3 separate regions of the Mus musculus genome follow, and regions 1 and 3 are each linked to region 2. A link is a contact called in public promoter capture Hi-C data. All regions are on one chromosome and are shown on one strand. Each heading gives the region's core, a stretch centred on a gene start, on an enhancer-like site or on the middle of the called end of the contact. The rest is flanking DNA. Distances are from core to core; before and after follow the strand shown. Region 1 holds the start of Glra3 (glycine receptor, alpha 3 subunit). Region 2 holds the start of Fbxo8 (F-box protein 8). Region 3 has its middle 25 kb from the start of Gm34099.

Region 1 (4,220 bases), core at 633-3,132, 610 kb after region 2:
TAAACGATTATACATAAAGTAGCATGCATGTCAAAATGACTAGTGTATTTTCACCTGAATTTTGTGCCACTTTCTGTAACATACTCATGCATGAGACCTCTACATGCTTTTGATTTGCTACATAGATATATGAGCTCTGTCAATTGAAAGTTACAAAGACCGTAAAATCATATTAATACACTTTTCACTGAGAATACTGTGATCTGAGCTGTTTTAAGACTTCAATTTAAAAGGAAGTTTAGCATTTTTAGGAAATGTAATTTTCTACTCAACCATTTCCTATTACAAATAGGCATGCCAGAACAATATGTGATTCACACTTTTAAGACAGCCAAAAGATTAAAACTGGAATTACTAACACAAGGAGAAATACTTACATCACATGGAAACCAGTATATGCTTAACTGATTCAGTGTTCTAGTTATTTAACTTTGCACTCTTGAAAAGGTTGTCAGCCATAAAGTGAATATCCCACAGTAATTATGTGATAATACTAATGAAAAACTTATGTTGCTAGTTTAAATATCTATAGGAACATTTTTTTTTTTTGCTTTCGTACAGTGTTTACTGAACAATGGAGTTTTAATTATCTTAACTTTCACCTAGCTTCCCCTAGTATCTTCTACATAACTGTGAAGAAAGGTAGAAAGACTTCCAAATAGCATTGAGACATAGGAAAAACTGTCATGGCATGACAATTTTACAAGTTAATAGTCTTCTTATACTGCTTTCTTCCAAAAGACAACTGTAGGCACAGAACATTTCTGATGATTTATTAATTATTTTGCCTTCATGCATTGCTGAATTAGGTCATTGCAAACTCGTACCTTAAAGTTTCTATTCTTTTACCTAATCAGTTCATATATGAAAATGACATTTCTCTAATCAAAAATTGTTTATGTTCTACAATATTATTTCTATTTTCATGATGGCCCTGTTTCTAATTTTGTTTTGTTTTGTGTTTTAAGAAATTAACGCCCAGAAATTATAATTCATCATTACCAAGAAAACTCTAATGAGAAATATGTGAGAAGCAAAATATCTGTTTTCTTTAAGTCATTAGGTTTGAAAGAGTAACGTGGGAAGAGCCCAACTACTCAAACACACACCCTCGGTGAAAAACAACAGGAAATTATATATCTCCAGATGTCTCAATAGATAGATTACTAGGCTCTTTGAAACAGATAATTACGATATAAAGTATTGTTTCAGTAAGTCAGAACACAGTCCTAGGTTTCTCAGCTTCCTCATTAACAAGTGGTTGCAGATTAACACATTGGTTTATTGAGCTCTCTTAATGAGATTGTTAATGCATGCGGACTTACCTCAGTAACAGTGCGGCTTCCCAGAAGTAAAATCCAGAAACTAGTGTCCGAAAGTGTCTCACGTGGGCCATGATACGGAAAGAGATCCACGATCCTGAAAGCAGTCTTATCCAAGGCATGGGGGACCAGAAAGACAGAAGTGAAAATGTGACATGTAACCCCTTGGGGCTGCTGGAGATAAACGCTTGAGGAGCTTCAGCACCTCAGACAGCTCCCGCAGGACTGAATCCCTCTTTCAAGCACTTGATGTTTTCCTGGACCCCTGCTCTGTGCACTGAGCAGAAAGATTCACAGGGCTACAGATATGCGAGTGATTTCACAGTGAAGCTACAGAAAAGCGTGAGACTGTGACGACGCGTCAGGAGTGCAGAGGTCCTGAGCAACAGTTCCCCCAAAGCTCTATCAGCAGAAAAGGACTCGCCTTTTCTTGGCTCTGACCCAGGCAGGGTTCGAAGAAGAACAGCAGCAGTCAAAATTGGGAATGCTGCTCCACTAGGTCCAAGAGCCAGAATCTCACTCTCCACCTTTGCATAAATCCCACGGAGCGGAGCGCGGCAAAGACAGGCGGGGGCGGGGCCAGAGGACTTGTCCTTCCCGCCAATCACAGCTGCACAGCAGGACAGAGTGACAGGCCTCTTACCAAGCAAGGGAATGCTCAGCCTTTCAGCCCCTAAAAAGGAGGGGCTGTGTTTCAGAATTGGTGCAGAGCCCACTAGGCTCCTAGAGAGAGTGGGGAAGGAATCCTTGGAGCTGAAAAGGGGAGATTCAGTGGTTTGCAGAATTAGAGGGCAGAACTACACGGGGAGGCTCCTTCCCTTTCAGAAAAAAAAGCACAATTTAGTAAAGACATATCTTTTCAGAGATGACTACTGTCTCATAGAGCTGGGAATGCAATGCACATGCCCAGCCAAACAAGTTGCTTCTACAAGCATCTCATGCTCAGAGCCAGCTTGCAGGCAGTTAATTGACTTTGGTGCTAATGAGGCTTCCAAAAAGACTAAGGGAAGAAGTCTCCTGAGACTGGAGAGACATCACTTAGACTCCCCCCACCCCCTCAGTTTTTAAATGATTGGCTCGGATGTTTTAAATGGAAGAACTAGCACGTAGTACTAACTGGTATATTTCTTCTTTCATCTTTTCAGAGCTCAGTCTCTCATCTCCACTCTGTGTGTGTGTGTGTGTGTGTGTGTGTGTGTGTGTGTGTGTGTGTGTGTGACCTAAAATAGAAAATAGAAAATCTTTATTTCCAGTTGGCCAGTATCAAAATGTTCATTTCTTTTGACTTTTTAAAAAAGTCCATTACGAATTTATTCTGAAAATGCTCCTTTCAACTCTTTAACTTTTTTCAACAACTAAGCTACATATTAAGAATACATTCTTAACGTGTCCCACAATCTTTTTCCTAGTTGAGTTAAAATTGTAATTTAATGGAAAACTAGATTTAGCTGGAAGTATACAAGGCATCCCTTACCAACCTGCTGAAATAAGTTACAGTGAATACTCTTATTTATGTCTTCTATTTAGTAGATCACATTAATTTCATTCAGTGAAAAATAAGTTTTCTGAATTCGTTTCTATATTTGTAGAAGACATGTTTTATGTGACTCTTTTCTGATTTAAATCATCAACTTACAGAAGACTCATAAGAAACACATCAGTTTTATACCTCCTAGAAGGTTCATAATGCTTTTTTTTTGTATCTATATTACATTTGTGTGTACATGTATGAATGCACACATGGATGATTGCATGGACTAATGTATGTCATGTTTGAAGGTTATAAGATAACGTGTGGACAGGCAATTCTGTCATTTCACATTGCGAGTTGGAGGGATCACACTTAGGTCTCTCGCCTGGCAGCAAATACATTTACCTGCTGCGACATCTCACTGCCTCTGAGAAGATATCCTCTTTGAAGAACCTGTTGAAAACTTACACTACACAGATGCTTCTCAGTTACTTATTCACTGATTAAAAATTACAGCGCATTGCCTTTTTGGGCATCCCTGGGAGGGGAGCACCTTGGTTCAGTAGAGGCTCAATGACCCAGGGTAGGGGCATTATAGGGTGGTGAGGAGTCGGTGGGTGTGTGAGTGGGAGAGCACCCTCATAGAGGCAGGGGGAGGGGATGGAGGGAATAGAAGGTTTGTAGAAGGACAATTGGGAAGGGGGATAACATTTGAAATGTCAACAAACAACCAATAAAAATACAATTTTTAAAAAGTACACACAATAAAAATATACCTATATTACAATTTTCTTATTTTATTTCTTGTTCAAGACAGTAATTATTTAAGTCCTACCACAGCCAAGCAATGAGACCAAAGCTGAGCAAGGCCCATGGAGGAAAGTTGCTAATGAACTTGCTTCCTATGGCCTTCTCAGCCTGTTTTCTTATACTGCTCTGACCACATGCCCAGAGGTGGTGGTGCCAGACACAGTGTTCTGGGGCCACACCAATCAATGGTTAATAAAGAAAACTGCTCACAAACTTGCTCACAGTCCAGTCTCCTGGAGGCAACTCTAGTTAGTCATTCCTTTTCCCCTGGTACGTCTAGATTTGTGCCACCATGACAAAAGCCAGTTAGTGTAATGTTGTTATAATTAATGATGCTCAACTTCATTTGCAATTAAGGATTGATGGGAGGGTGACCCCATTCCATCTCCAAAATTTAAACCAGAATGGCTCCTGTCTAAAGGAAATACAGGAACAAAGAGTAGAGCAGAGACTGAAGAAAAGGCCATCCAGAGACTGCCCAACTTGGGGATCTATCCCACATGGAGATGCCAAACTCAGACACTATTACTGATGCCAAGAAGTGCTTGCTGACAGGAGCCTGATACAGCTGTCTCTTGAGAGGCTCTGAGAGAGCCTAACCAATACATATGCAGATG
Region 2 (4,288 bases), core at 1,106-3,605:
GCCATGTAAATCCTTTTTTAAAAAAATCAAAGCACATTTCCAAAGCACACTTTTCCCACCCCTATTTGATCATATGGGTTTAACAGAAATTTTCCACTGATCTGCATTTTATCTATAACCAGCCCTAGCCTTTTCCTAACTGCTTTCCTTCTCAAAAGCTATCTTCCATACATTTATTTTGACCCAATTTCAGCTATGTAAAAGGGTAAAAGATAACCTCAAACACTCTTTTCAGATTCTCTACCCTTCAGGCAATATTAAATAATATTCTTTAGGATAATTAATATAAAATATTTCTAAATTATTTTTCTGGAGGAGCTGATACTAGTATAATTCACATGTTACTTCAAAATCAGGCTTTTTTTTTTCCTTGTCAGAATTAAATTCTTTTGGACATACTTTGGCTAAGATATTCTTATGTAGTGATTACTTTTAACTGCTAAAAGTTATCAGGCACGGAATTTGTTCCAGGTGCCTCTAAAATGGCTTCCATCGATTTTGCCTCCTGTGTTATCTATCCTCTGCCTCTCTAATGTGGGTTGGGTTAAAGACTCTTAACAAACACACTATGATAGCAGTGATAGGATATCACTTCTAAGATTAGATTATAAAATATAGTTATCTTCCCTCAGTTGGATGCTTTCTCCCAGCTTGTCTGTTGTAGGGGAAATCAACAGCCATACTATACTCTAAGGGGGTTTTCTGAAGAAAACCCACTTAGCGGAGAATCTAGGGCAGCTGGCAACTATGTGCATGCACTTGGAAGTGCACCCTTAGTCCATCTCAGTGCAGTCTCTCAATAGTATCACAAGTCCCAAACACAGCCTAACTACGACCTCAAGAAACAAGCTGAACTACTCTGTTGAACGTTGCCCTGATACTTGACTCAAAGAAACCAAGATAGTACATGTTTGTTGTTTTAAGCTGCATTAAATTTGGGGATAATCATAAACCAGCAATATGAAACTAATGACGATACTTAGGTAATTGTTAATTTAGAAAAACTGTATAAGCAAGAAGTTTCTGAATTAACCTGAAAATAATAAATTTATTTATTGTTCATTCTGAGACCTGCTCTACATTGTAAAAACAAAACAAAAACAAAAACAACAACAACAACAACAAAAACCTTTCACAAAGGTAGCCGGAAGCTCTTCTCGTCGGAGTGAAAGTGCCAAAGTCCAAAGAACCAAAGCAAAGAGAAGAGTACTTAGTGACCTGTTGCAAAACCATACTTCCAAGCCTTTGGAAGGCCAAGAAAAAGGATTGCTAGCTAGGGACAGTCGGGGCTACACAGTGAATTCTGAGCCAGCCTGGAGTACACAGGAGACCTTGTCTCAAAATACAAACAAAAACGGAGTGCAAACACTGACATGAACAACAGTTTGTATTCAATTGCAGTATTGAGGGTAATGAAGAGAATATGGCGCGCGCGCGGGGTGGGGGTCTTTACAAATAAATGTCTCATTTATAAATTAAGTAGTCACAATTATTAATTAGTAAATACAGAACGAAAAATAAACCAGAAATATATCGAGTAAGAATTGCAAACTTCTATGGTTTTTGTCTAGACAATGTGTACTGAGTAATACGATGTGGAAAGTGGAGCGTAGCCACAGAAAAACAAAACGAAAAGGAAAGTGTTGAACCAATTTTACAGTCTGTTTGGAGACTGTAGCAACTAGCAATCAGCGGAGGTCTTAAACTGGATATGTTTGAATTCGTATTAAGGGGACGCCGTAAGAAATGAAGCGTGCCTTGGCATCGAACGACGCTGTAACCACCACAAAAGCAATACGTGAAACTGAAGAAAGTAACCTCCACCGTTTGTCATCTTTCAAGAGGGACGACACCACGTCGCTACCGCGAGTCCCAAATCGACCTCTATACCAATGGCCTAGAAACAGAAGAGACTCACACCCGCCTCTCGATTCTGATACACCATTTTAATAAGCCACCGCTGCTGTCACTCAAAATGTCTCACAGTACCCATTGGTCCTAAACTGTTGCTTGCTGGGCCAGGGCTATCAAGTGGCAAGCATCCCTACCCCTCACTTCGGAGGAGAAAAGTGAGAGCGTCCGGGCGGGCGGAAGAAGCAAGGCATTGGAAGCCTCTGTGCCGACGCGAGTACCTGAGCGACCTGGGATCTCCACCGCCGCCGCGACGACTCGGCCTGTGGGCGGGGGCTGTCAGCCGAGAAGAAAATGGCTCAGCCGGGAACTGGTGCCCAAGCCATGGAGAGGCCTGTCCAGAGCGCACGTGTTCGCGCTGGAGAACACGATGGCTGCGAGGGAACCAGAAGCCGCCCCAGACTCCCGCGAAGTCACAGCACCTCTGCCTGCAGAAGCCCGAGTGGCGGACCTTGCAAGGTTTTGACGTTTCCTATTGTTGCCGGAAGTGACGTCGAGGAGCGGCTCCTTAAAGGAAAAAGATTTCCGTTTTCCTCATTCAGATTCGCCAAAAAGTCTTTACTTTTCCGCTTCTCATTCTGAACTGCTTTGGCCATCAAAATTATGCTAATTTGAAATGTGACATTCAATAAAAGACATGTAATTGATAAGACTTTAACGACAGTAGAGTATCCTGAAGAAGCTGCGCGAACGGAGTGTGGAATCTGCATCTAGGAATGCCAGCATTTGGGGCAGCCTCTGGCTCGGAATGTTTAGCCGCTGTTCGAACTCTCGGCTCGAACTCTGAGTTCTAAAAACAAACCGTCGGCACGAGGGGCGACCCGAGGCGCGGGCGTAAGGCTCTGGGGCTGCAGACCCGGTTCCCGCCACGTTCTCGGGTTTCTAGTGCTCCCTTCTTCTTTCTGTGTTGGTACGGTAGCCTTGGGAACCTTTCAGTTTGCTTAGGGGCTGCTGGCTGAGCCAGAGCTCGTGGACCTGCTGTGCTCTGGCTTGGACGAAGGTGGCCCTTCTGCTGTCCTCACCGAGGTTCCTGGGTTGTAGGCGAATGATCAGGTCTACCTTTTCATCCCTTTAAATTTAGAGGCAGAAAGGGAATTCGAGATGGGACTTGCTTGTGTACCAGCTGGTATGGTTTTGGAAGGCATCAAGTAGAATGAATCGGAGTCTGCCCTCTTTGAATTGTTTTGTAGATGCCTTTAAGTTTCTTTCCGTCAAAAATACATCTAGCTTCAAAAGACTGTCCGGAATAGAAAAAGTACTCCTTCCTTCGTGTTCTCTTTGTTTTCATCTTCATGGTGTCTCCCCCCCCCCAAAAAAAAAAAAAAAAAAGAATTCTCCATCTACTTTGAGGCCTATGATTGCTCTGTATGAAAAGAAAACTAATTTTAACATATGTATTCTAGACTTACTGCTACACTAGACTGTTTTACAGAATTATTTGCAAGCATTTTAACAATGTTTTATGCGTGAACACAGCGGTTCCCTCATCGGATCTTACAACAGCATTTTCCTAGTATCTATTACGGAGAGATTTTGTAAGTTTAGTTTCTACAGATTTGTATCCCTTTATCTTAAAGTTTGTCTTTTAGATATGTCAAGCGGAATTTCAAAATCCTAGCTATCCACTGTGATTATTAAAGGCTAGTTACTTTATCCTGGGCAAAATGATTTTGGAGTCCTGTGACATGTTTTTAAAGACCTGTAGCAGCTACGAAATTGAGCTGGGTTTGAAACAAAGTATCTTAAACTGCAAAGCTGGGGGACTAGCTCAGTGGTAGAGCCATTGGGTATGCCAAGATCCTGAGATCGGTTCCGTTCCCCACCAAAGCCATCTTGTGCGGTGCTCACAATGTCTTCCAGCAATTCGGTTGGTGGATTTGATTTGTTCCTAACTCTTCAGAAAGCTAGGTAGACCAGTGAGACCTTAATGATTGAATCTGTATATGGTCTTCATTTAATATCCTGTGATAAGTAATATAAAGTGAAAATGCTAATTTTTAAGTAACAGTTTAATTTTATCTCAGATTAATTATGGTCAAGTGTAAAGTATGTTTCAGTACTTGATTAGCTTCAATTCATAGTAATAATTTTAGTATTTACTAATTAAAAAACACTAGGAAAGCCTTTCTTGAAAACATACTTCTATGATCTTGTTTTTTTAAAAATACCTTTATGTTTTTCTCTTCTGTCATATCTTTTCCCTCCACCTACAGATACAAGCTGTACTTGAATCTTACTCTTCTTTAAAATGTTTATTGTGCTGGTAATGAAGAGGATGTGTTCCTGGGGCATACTTTAGTGTCCGAAATTTCATTACCAGAAGTAGAAATAATGTAAAGATAAATGCCTTCTATGATACCAGCAAAAGAAAAGGTAG
Region 3 (4,138 bases), core at 1,302-3,801, 880 kb before region 2:
TCTTCTTCTTCTTCTTCTTCTTCTTCTTCTTCTTCTTCTTCTTCTTCTTCTTCTTCTTCTTCTTCTTCTTCTTTTTTAAGATTTATTTACTTATTTCTTGTATGTGAGTACACTGTCACTCTTGTTAGACACACCCGAAGAGGACATCGGATCCCATTACAGATGGTTGTGAGCCACCATGTGGTTGCTGGGAATTGAACTCAGGACTTCTGGAAGTGCTCACCGCTGAGCCATCTCTCCAGCCCTATTCTTTATTTAATTTATTTACATACCAAATGTTGCTCCCCTCCCCATCTCAGAGTTCTTTACCCCTCCCCCTTCCCCTTTGCCTCGGACAGGGTGCTTTCCCAGTCCACCACTGGCCACTCCACCCCCGAGGCCTTGCCTGGAGCATCAACTAACTCTCTCTCTGTCTCTGTCTCTCTCTGTCTCTCTCTGTCTCTCTCTGTCTCTCTGTCTCTCTGTCTCTCTGTCTCTCTGTCTCTCTGTCTCTGTCTCTGTCTCTGTCTCTCTCTCTCTCTCTCTCTTAAATGCGTGCTAAATTATCCGTTCATCTGCTTACTACAGTCATCTTCCATCCTCGGCCCTAGGATGTGAACAACCTGAGTTAGTATCAGAGCTTCCTGAGCGAATCTCCCCTTGTCAGCCACTCTTGCTCCCATGCATGGCAGGTAGATATACCCTCCCTCGACAGCGCGCTGCTCTTACAGCCTCACACCTTGGGCTCAGAAGGAAAGCGATTTCCAAGTTTCAAAGACAAACTTTAGAAATTCCGGTCACTCACCAGGCTTCTTGGGCCCTCCCTTTTGATGCAAGGTCATAAAGACTCAGGTTCTCACCTTGGTTTATGCTGTTGTTTGTTTTTTTTTACTTTATTTTATTTTTTTATTACAGGCTGTAGTTCTGCTTTATAAAGGAACAGGAAGTGAAAATAACCTTGGAATTCCAATCTTAAGTTGTTGTCGAGCGCCACCTGCTGTTTGTACTGAAAAGCAGCTTTAGAGGCGGGAAATATGCCTTTAATAAATACTTTAACCTATTGGCTATGTTTTACCACGGGAAAGAACCACGGCGGTGTTTTAGACAGCTGTCTGATTTTATGCAGGACTCAAGTCGTAGTAAAATAGCTCAAGAACAGTAGCTTACGCTATATTTCTTGAATTTCAGGTCCCGACTGTTCTTTAAGCCTACAAAAGAATTGAGTCGAAGTGAATTTCTGAAGAATATCCTTGTCCTTACTGCTGTTTCACAGGTGGACAAATAACATTTCCTGGACAGCCAACTGCTTTTTCCCCTGTATCTACACAGGATCTGTTTACTCTATGTGTCTCTTGACATGTGTGAATTGCAGTATAAATAATTTGCTACTGGTAATCGGCACAGATCATGAAAATTGCAAGGCAGGGGGTGACTCATTCAATTTTTATTGAATTATTGATTCTAAATTATTCATCCTCCCCAGCCTTTGCTCCCCTTTCCTGTGTATGCAAAAGACATACTTCTGGGCTTCCAATAGCTTCTTTGTCTTGACCAATGGGGCTTTCTTTGGTCAGTAGGGTGTGCTTTGAATGAATATGTGCCTGAGTGACTTCAATTAGGTCTGCCTTACCACTGACGGTCTCTACCAAAGCACAAAGCCTCCTCCCTCAGCTCCAGCTCCTGGAAGATGACATGGGTCACTGAACTAATCCCTAACAGAGGAGTTGAGCTTATCAGTCACAGCTGACCTATCTATGGTCAGCTCATGAGATGAATAGATGTTTTTTGTGTCTTTTAAATATTGTTGCTTGAGATCTTATTTTATTTATTTTACATGTATGGGTGTTTTGCCTGCATGCGTGTCTGGGCATCATCTGCGTGCAGTGCCCGAGGAAGGCAAAAGAGGGACCAGATCACCTGGAACTGGAGGTTGTTGGCTGATTGGGTTGGGTCTGGGAACTGAACCCAGATCTTCTGGAAAGGCAACCAGTGAGCCATCTCTGCAGTCCCTACACCTTTGTTTTTAATGTTTTCCAGCCACTTCTATTTTTCTAATGTTTAAAAGGCTTTAAATGTGGTAAAAATGTATACACATAAAAATCTATCATCTTATCAATTTTTAAGCGTACAGCTTGGTGCAAAATGCATTTATCTTGTGCACCCATCGCCACCGAATTTTCTTATCATTTCATCCTGTGACACGGAAATTCTGTATGCATTGAACAGAAACTTCCTGTTTCTCCTCACCTCTAGCACCTTTGGGGCACCGTCTTCATCACGACGGCCTCTATCAATGTAACGGTTCTCACGCCGTGACTTACATAGCCGTTCTCTTCTTGTGATTGATTTGTCTAGTGCAATGTCCTCTAAGTTCCTTCATACTGTTGTATATTTGATGTAGAATCATACTGTGCTGTGTATCTACTGTGTTTTGTGTATGCTTTCACATGTAGGTTGTTTCCTCCTGTGAGTAACTCTCAGCAACATTGCTGTGAGCCTAGCTATGCAGAACTCACTTCAAGTCCCCGCTTCCGATTCCATCGAGAGATGGGATTGCCAGATCATATGGTAACTCTGTTCTTATGTTGGTGCTTTCTACAACAGCTCGTCTCCCACCAGCAAAGCTCACCACATCCTTACTGACCCATTATGTGTTTCTTTTATGAGTCATCTTGATGCCTGGGAGGTGCTATCTCAATGTGGTTTTGTACAAACGTTTGCTTTTTAAGCTACGGAGGACTTGGGACTTTTTGTTTGTTTGTTTTATGTTCTTTGCTGTTGTCGATGATATTTTGTTTTGTTTTGGTTGTTTTCTGTGACGAAGGCTGACAGAGTTGGAACACAAGTCTGGCTGATTCCAAAACCTGCAGAAACTACCAGAGAAAAAGGGTATTGCCTCTAGAATGTGTTATTTAATTAATTTGTGATATGGGGAAAAAGAAGAGAGGGGGAGAAGGGAAGTGGTGGGGGAAGGGGGACCGGGAAAGGGAGAAACGGGAGGGAGAGGGGGAGGCAGGGGGAGGGAGATCACATTGTTAAGATTGTTACTCCCTCATTCTCTTTATGGCCCTTCTTTTTATCTTTGTAAAAATCACATATTAAGTCAAATGTAGTGGTGCATGCTTGTAGTCCCAGCTCTTGGGGGTGCAGGTGGGGGAATCAGAAATTCAGGGACAGCCTGGGTTACATGACATCCCGTCTCAAAGAAACCAAAAATAAAGTGTATGAAGCACTTTCTACCCTCTAATATAGTAGGACAGTGGTTCTCAACTTTGCTAATGCTGGTGACCCTTTAATACAGTTACTCATGTTGTGGTGACCCCCCCAACCAGAAAATTATTTTCATTGCTACTTCATAAGTGTAATTTTGCTACTGTTATGTATCATAATATAAATCTCTGATATGCAGGATATCTGATATTTGACCCCACACACACAGGATAGAGAACAGCTGTACTTGGCATTAAGCTTTTTAATGTTTGCAGCATGTTTCTCCTAGCAAATTTTAAGATAGAAAACATTTTTCCACTATAATCCCTATTTATAAAATGTGAGAGATAAAAAGTATTCATAATAAATTATTTATCTATCTATCTATCTATCTATCTATCTATCTATCTATCTATCTATTTATTTTTGATACAAAGCATTTAAGTGAATACACGAGGGGGCACTACCTGGGGAAAGAGGGGAACCATCCAGGGAGGGGCCAGGAATATGGGTCATGTCATTGTGGGAGGGGAGTAATTAAGTACAAAGTACACTGACATGTATATTTTAAAATATCACAATGAAACTATGCATGTTATGAACTATGTATGCTAACCTAAGACGAATAGATATCAAAAGAAAAATTTTTTAAATTAAAAATGATCGAATGGGGCTGGTGAGATAGCTCAACGGGTAAGAGCACTGACTGCCCTTCTGAAGGTCCTGAGTTCAAATCCCAGCAACCACGTGGTGGCTCACAACCACCTGTAATGAAATCTAATGCCCTCTTCTGGTGTGCCTGAAGACAGCAACAGTGTATCTATAATAATACACAAATCTTTAAAAAAAAAAAAAAAAAAGACTGAATGAAATAAAAGACCATTTCTGGATGCTTGCTGTGGTATTTTAATAACGTGGCCAGTAGAGGTCAGAGCTGAGTTTTAAAACA

The links. Promoter capture Hi-C pulls out the DNA fragments that hold promoters and counts their contacts.
Region 1: a promoter capture Hi-C map of embryonic stem cells shows a contact between it and region 2, with 2.2 times the contacts expected there. The contact joins the promoter of Glra3 here to the promoter of Fbxo8 in region 2. A contact is called at or near these places in 13 of 39 promoter capture datasets (the 3T3-L1 cell line, 3T3-L1-derived adipocytes, the C10 cell line and 7 more) and 1 of 115 datasets of contacts at active chromatin or transcription factors (embryonic stem cells).
Region 3: a contact with region 2 is called in a promoter capture Hi-C map of the HPC-7 cell line. The contact joins the enhancer-like site here to the promoter of Fbxo8 in region 2. A contact is called at or near these places in 15 of 39 promoter capture datasets (the 3T3-L1 cell line, 3T3-L1-derived adipocytes, the C10 cell line and 11 more), 6 of 484 Hi-C or Micro-C datasets (cerebellar granule neurons, cranial neural crest, nephron progenitors and 3 more), 14 of 115 datasets of contacts at active chromatin or transcription factors (the 230-238 cell line, astrocytes, bone marrow-derived macrophages and 11 more) and 2 of 9 other capture datasets (adipose tissue and liver).

Annotation. Positions count from the first base shown.
Region 1 is chr8:55,938,080-55,942,299 of GRCm38.p6, reverse strand. It overlaps Glra3 (glycine receptor, alpha 3 subunit), which reads right to left and starts at 1,882. Exons shown (of 10, transcript NM_080438.3): 1 at 1,326-1,882. The coding sequence starts at 1,396.
Region 2 is chr8:56,549,221-56,553,508 of GRCm38.p6, reverse strand. It overlaps Fbxo8 (F-box protein 8), which reads right to left and starts at 2,355. Exons shown (of 6, transcript NM_015791.4): 1 at 2,133-2,355. Cep44 (centrosomal protein 44) reads left to right here and starts at 2,943. Exons shown (of 11, transcript NM_001009951.1): 1 at 2,943-2,964.
Region 3 is chr8:57,426,229-57,430,366 of GRCm38.p6, reverse strand. No RefSeq gene overlaps it. Among named protein-coding and RNA genes, the nearest start is that of Gm34099, 25 kb to the right of the region's middle. Within about 2 kb of position 2,551, at least 64 of the 459 cell types and tissues checked have an H3K27ac peak or open chromatin away from gene starts, as enhancers often do. A contact at or near this core is called in the 230-238 cell line, the HPC-7 cell line, memory CD8 T cells and 2 more, where this site is marked.